Linked DNA regions of Zea mays: region 1 is linked to region 2. The links are chromatin contacts, called in public Hi-C maps. All regions are on one chromosome and are shown on one strand. Each heading gives the region's core, a stretch centred on a gene start, on an enhancer-like site or on the middle of the called end of the contact. The rest is flanking DNA. Distances are from core to core; before and after follow the strand shown.

Evidence for each region. Hi-C and Micro-C count contacts between places; a contact is called where the count stands out from the background.
Region 1: a Hi-C map of leaf shows a contact between it and region 2, with 5 times the contacts expected there. The contact joins the promoter of LOC732729 here to the promoter of LOC100272535 in region 2. A contact is called at or near these places in 4 of 25 Hi-C or Micro-C datasets (ear, endosperm, leaf and 1 more).

What each region holds. Positions count from the first base shown.
Region 1 is chr10:145,835,823-145,838,891 of Zm-B73-REFERENCE-NAM-5.0, forward strand. LOC732729 (putative protein phosphatase 2C 9) reads right to left here and starts at 1,784. Exons shown (of 6, transcript NM_001309487.1): 1 at 1,691-1,784; 2 at 1,357-1,436; 3 at 611-853; 4 at 256-532. The coding sequence starts at 1,395.
Region 2 is chr10:145,702,849-145,706,167 of Zm-B73-REFERENCE-NAM-5.0, forward strand. LOC100272535 reads right to left here and starts at 1,798. Exons shown (of 21, transcript NM_001358365.1): 1 at 1,717-1,798.

The DNA.
Region 1 (3,069 bases), core at 534-3,033, 130 kb after region 2:
TCTCCACTAAGGGAGACTTGTTCTTCTGTTTTGCAGTAAAGATTAAATAAATTATGTTATTGAACTTGGCTAGTAAACACCTTTTATTTTTCCAACACCTAATAGCCATTCAATAAGATTCCATAAAAAATGTTTCACTAAGATTGTGTATTTCACATGTTCAAATGCTTCCGACAATGAACCAAATATCGAAAAAGGCACCCCAGTCAATTAAATCAGGGTATCGTGCTTAAAGAGTAAAAAATGAGGACAAACCTGGCATATTTGAAACAAAACCACCCCTATTTTCGATTACACTCCGCTCAACATTCGGATCATGGTCTATCGACATCTGTATGGGCTCACCACCTTTCAAAAGAACAGCTCTTGAATCGCCAACATTAGCTACCCATAACTTCCTGCCGTTCACAAGAATGGCGGTTACAGCAGTGGAGCCACCTTGTCCCAGATCTGGAGTATGTGACAGAATAGCTTGGTCTGTTTTTTCATACGCTTTTATAATCGCTCTATCTGTGTGTGTCCAAAACTCTTCCTAAAATAGAATGACAAGGTTATGATAACCACACAGCTAGCAAATTAAGAGCTGTTGAAACAAAAGCTTAAAACTTACCTCATTCAAAATATTTGTAAATAAATTCTTCTGTAAATACATAGGAACGGTATCCCCTAAATGACCATCATAAATAGCAAAAAGACCAAGCTCGTTTCCTTTGACATCAACAAGTTCGGCAAAATGATAGTCCTCCATTGGATGATTCGTCATCCCTCTTACAAGGTTATATCCATAGCAGATCTTGACTTGCCCTTGACAGCCTTTCCCTTTACCGGATGCTATTGACCCTTGCCCCGTGAACTGCATACAAGCAGAACAATCAGCAAGAGGGCTGAAGTGCTAACACAAGCCAGATTGCAATTTGCAGAGCTCCTAGCTTACTCACAAGTTTCATGAATAATGACAGCTCATGAACATCTTTTTTTGGAGCGCTTACAGGTGGAGACTGGAGAGATTATGTTTAGTGCAACTCGTGTCGCTAGACGCTAGCATAATAATGGTATTTCATGCCAACAAGTCAATATTGGTCACTAGTTGTTATTACTAGTGCCAAAGGAGCATACTACATATTACTTCAACATAATATTTTCTTCACTTCAAGTTCAGCTATAAGATGAAAGGATAAAGAAAAAACTAAACCTTAACAGAAACCTCAGATTTATTTGACTTATAAACAGGAGAAAGTCAGTATCTTGTTGTATTAGTGATTGAAACACAAAAGTAATTGACAAAAATTCTAGAGATGCTAGTATATCCGTGGCCCAAAAAAAAAGACGCGGAAACCGATCAAAAGTGGGACTTACATCGGAGCAACCGGCGCCGAAGCAACATAACCTTGCCATGACTTCGTAATCCACTCTCAGTTCGAATCCAGGTACTGAAACTTTTAGAAACAAAAAAAAGGCGAGAAATCCGTAAGTCCCAACAATCAGCGAGACCTCCGCTGGAACCACGGGCGGACCTAGCATAGGACATGAGTGTACACGCGTACACCCGATAATTTTTGCAGAAACCCCGAGTTAGTATGCACCATGTAACCGGGTCAGATCCGAATAATTACAGCTTGTACTAGGGTTTGGTTTGCGGTGCTCGATTTTGAGGAGCAGGAAGGGAGGGAGGAGAGAGGGGGGGGCGTACCTGGTGCGTTGCTCCGTGCTCGGCGCCGGCGAAGGGCGGCGGCACTCGACGCCGCGAATACAGGAAGGTAGGGAAGAGGGGAAGAGGTGAACGGAGATGGGGGAGGGGGAGGGGCAGGTGGCTGAGGATTGCAGGTCTCCCACTGGGGAAGCAGTCGTCGTCGCCGTTAGCGGGTGGGGCCTGTTGGAATGGTCAACCGGGAGTTAGTGTTTGACCCACACCAGGCAGCAAATTAATTTCGGGTACTCAATGTGGTCCTGCCCCCGGTGCCCGGTGGGTGCCCAGTGCCCACTGCCCAGCGTGAAGTCAGGCCCCGGTTCATTTTTTTTCCTTCAATCAAATTATTACTACTCCCCGCCCTAAAATATACTATCTCTACATCAGAATATAAAATATAGTTCTTTCTAGTTTTATTTTTTCATCCATATTCGAATAAATAATAATAGATATAAACAAAATACATTCATATGTTAATCAATAAATGTATTTAAAAACTAAAACAAATTATATTTTAGGACAGAGTAGTTTTTTCTAACCCTCTTTTTTCTATTCACATTCAAATAAATGATAATAAATACAGATATATATATTAACTATATTCATAAGTTAATTAATGAATGTATGTTTAATCGAAAATTAATTAAGTTTTAGGACCGAGAGAGTATTAAACATGCGAGCCTAGATGCAATATGGCAGCTCCTATTGATGTGGTCCTGCTAGTAGTAAGTAGCATACTATCGAATGGTCGATTGATCAGGATAGTACCAACGACGTTGAATTAGGGCCCGGTCGATAACCATCGGTTCTACCGACCGGGCCATTGAACCATTGGGTCGGTACCGATCGATCAGTTACCTGTCGTCTTCTTGTTTAATGGCTCAGTTGGTATCGACCGAACCGGTCGATATCGATCACCTTTAACGACGTGGTGTATTTCACAGTGAGCTAGCTATTTTAAATTGTCGGGAGTATAAAAAAATGAAAAATGGTCAAATTTAAAGCCTTGGCATTCGACCTATGAAATAGGGGATGTTTAGATTCATTTGCATCTCTCACTTTCTAATTCGTTCGTCCTTTTGTTATCCTAGCATCTGACTCTCTATTTCAATATAAATCTCAAATTTAGTCCAAAGTTTCAAACCTTCATTAACTTGATCAACAACCGACCTTCATAACTATTCTGACGCGCCCTATCGGTGTGGGAGATCTTCTTCGACTGTCTTTCTACCGTACGATTCCTCTATTACCAACATATGTTTCCATATCTATATCCCGATCCTATGTATCACTACTCCATCTTACATTGATGGTCCTCTTATTTACAATGATGACTCTACCACCAACTTACTCCCTAACCATGGAAGCTCTTCCCATAGAAG
Region 2 (3,319 bases), core at 548-3,047:
CAAAATTTTTATACACCTTCATGGTGGGGTGGGGGGTCATGGTAAGTAATATAATATTCACGCATTAATTCTCAGTACTATCAATCGGTAGATGGCTATGTATAAGTTGAAACATCGACATAGGAAAATATGCATGCTTGGAAGGCTTTAAATATTGTTGAACCATGAAAGTTCACACATCTTATCTATGGTCATCACTGGCACTAAGCACTTTCCTTTCATCAATAGCTCAAAAAATCTAAAACAGGTGGATGATATTTCAAACCACCTCAATTTTTTATTTAGGAATTAGGATAACCATATGGCTCAAGTACTCAGTATAAGATGCACCATTATTCCCAGAATACAAATTAAAGGCTGCTTTTTCGTAATAAATTTCATAGTGCCTGCAGAAGGTGATGCCATGATTATAAAAAAAATCTCATTTCATTTGGCCCCCAATCTATCAGTTTCCTCATCTCCTCGAGTAATTTTATTTTCAGTGATCTTTGAGTTCAGTTTCAGCATGGACAGGCAAAAGATATGATAGGGTATATCAATGCTACTAAATTTAAAGATGCAATATTATTCTGCGGCTATGTAACATGTTTAACGAGAACAGAACGAGTATAATACATTATATAGAACAAGTTGGCGCTTTGGGGCTTTTTAACATGCCACAAGAAACCTGGTGGTCCTAAATCGATTACCATGATTTAAGCATTGAGCTATCCCCAGTATCTTCTAGTGTGGTGAGAATCAAAATGTCCCAAGGATGAATCTATGCCACTACATTTAACCCTAACTATATCCAACAACATTTTTTCTCGACAACGCAGGAGAGCTGTGTATGTAAGAAGAAAGGAGTAAGAGCCCTTACACAAAACACACTCGGAATCAAAACAACGATATCTAATAGCATTGACTGGCATACTATTTCAAAATCCAGCAGTAGCTATATTTTGAAGGAGTGCTTTTTAGCAATATGTCATTCTAACAGGGCATGTCATTTAGGGATTTCCATGTAACTTTCTGCAAGGAGACACTGCAAGATAGGTCAGGATGCCATTTGAAATTTTGAATTCTAAGAACCTAAGCACATTTCCTTAAATCCCAACGGCTTGTAAATTGTTCTTATGTTTCGAATACTTTGTTACAAGAACATTTAAAGCTGGTGCCAAAAAACTTGGTGCATGTTCAAACTGCAAAGAGCCAGCAGACTCAGGTGTACCCGCTAGAAGCTAAAATGCACAGCACAACCCTTACTACCAAAAACACGCCACAGCAGTAACAAAATGTATCAGCAGCGCTGGCTTGCAAATCAAGTAGAGAAAAAAAAGGTATTATCATTATCCCCATGATGTGAAACACAACAGCCTGGAACAACTACCAGTTACGGTCCAAGACAAACAAGCAACCATGAATCTGGGTAACCCACACCACGGCACACAGAATAGGGTTGGGGTGGGCGTGACGTGACACGAGGCAGCAGTGGTGAACGCAGGATTTGAAACAAGGTAGTCCTAGCCAAAATTTTCATATGCAATATGATAAAATTAAAAGAACACGGTATACATGACCATAGATTAACTAAATTGTGATAATACATGTAAAATAAATGTAATATTTGATATTTTTTGTTTCATGACTCGGTCCTGTCATGTCCAATTTTATGCTCTGGTTTATAGTCCAGTGCTAACTATCATGTCCAGACCCTAGCTAAAGAAAATCACTCACCAGTCACCACCACAGTGTCTACCGGTCCAGGGGCGAGGATCAGCAGCCTGGGCCGCGCCTCCTGGAGCCCGCGGTGTCTTACTAGAAGAGGACTTGATCCTCAGCAGCAGGCGAGGAAGGGAATCGCGGGGCCGGAGAATGGAGTACCCGGAGGCGGCCCCCGACGGAACGAAGACGCGGTTCCCCCGGTCGCCACTCGAATCGGGGTCGTGTCGTTGCCTCCCGTAAGCAAGCGAGGGAACTCGAGACCACGACCAGCGGAGACCGGAGAGGTGGGAAGACGGAGTGACCGAGGCGCGTCCGTGCAGACCTCGGCGCGCCGCGTCGGAAATGGAGGGAGCGCCTGGCTGGCGGAGTGGTAGTGACTGGTGACTTGGTGAGCCTAGGAGGGGGGATGGAGGAGGGTGTTGGGAAATGGCGAGGGAGGAGATACAGTTCGCGGTCGCTTTAGAGCCCTAGAGGAGGGGAGAGAAATGGGGAAATTTGCTGTCCGCGTTCGTACCTTTTTCATTCTCATTCATATTTTTAGTATGGTAAGGGATGTTTGGTTTCTAGAGTTATGGGGTGTTTGGTTTTTAGGGACTAATGTTTAGTCCCTAGATTTTATTCTATTTTAGTTCCAAAATTATCAAATATAGAAACTAAAATTTTATTTTAGTTTCTATATTTAGCGATTTATACACTAAAAAGGAATAAAATGAAGGGACTAAACATTAGTCCCTAGAAACCAAACACCCCTTAGTCCATTCATTTTATTCTTTTTTAGTCTATAAATTGCTAAATATAGAAACTAAAATAAAGTTTTAGTTTCTATATTTGGTAATTTTGGAACTAAAATGAAATAAAATGTAGTGACTAAACATTAGTCCCTACAAACCAAACACCCCTCTAAATTTCAAAACGATACTGTGAACTGAAATGTTAAAAAAAATGCGTGTCACCGCTGTTCCAATTATAGTATCTGTCTCTACTACTATACGCCTCCTTTGAAACCCTTAAATTTCACAAAGATAATATAGAATTTTCACATAAATTACTTTAAAAAACACAGAAAAAATTAGGATTCACGAAATTATCATTTGATCCAAAGAAGACCTAAAGCACTAGTTTTTCTGGTTTCTATCGTCATTATTTTAAAAAAAAGCATATACTTCTTTCTAATCTAACATGTGGTTCAAACATTAACGCCCACGTCCATGGTTATGCAAAAAGTAAGTTAAAATTATGCACAAGTGTAGGTTCAAACCTTAGTTGTTGACTCAATATTACACACCGTCTGACAAACGGAACACATATTATTTTGTTTTATTGAAACAAAGTGTCGGTGTCGATCTAGTCGCCAATCACTACGAGTTGTTCCGCCCGGCGGACCCTCTGCGTCGTGCATACAGTCTGTGGTTTAAGGCCAGACAGTCCACGACTTAACAGCAGGAGCGGGGATTCCTGCGCTGAGTTGGACGGTCCGCGTCTGGTGGTCGGACGGTTCGCGTGTGCGCTGGGTGGCAGCGTTCGCCAACACGACACGTGGATCTCGGCCCCTAGAGGGACAGTGTCACGGAGGAGAGATCTTAGGGTTTGTCTTGGGGTAGGCAGGCCACCCAAG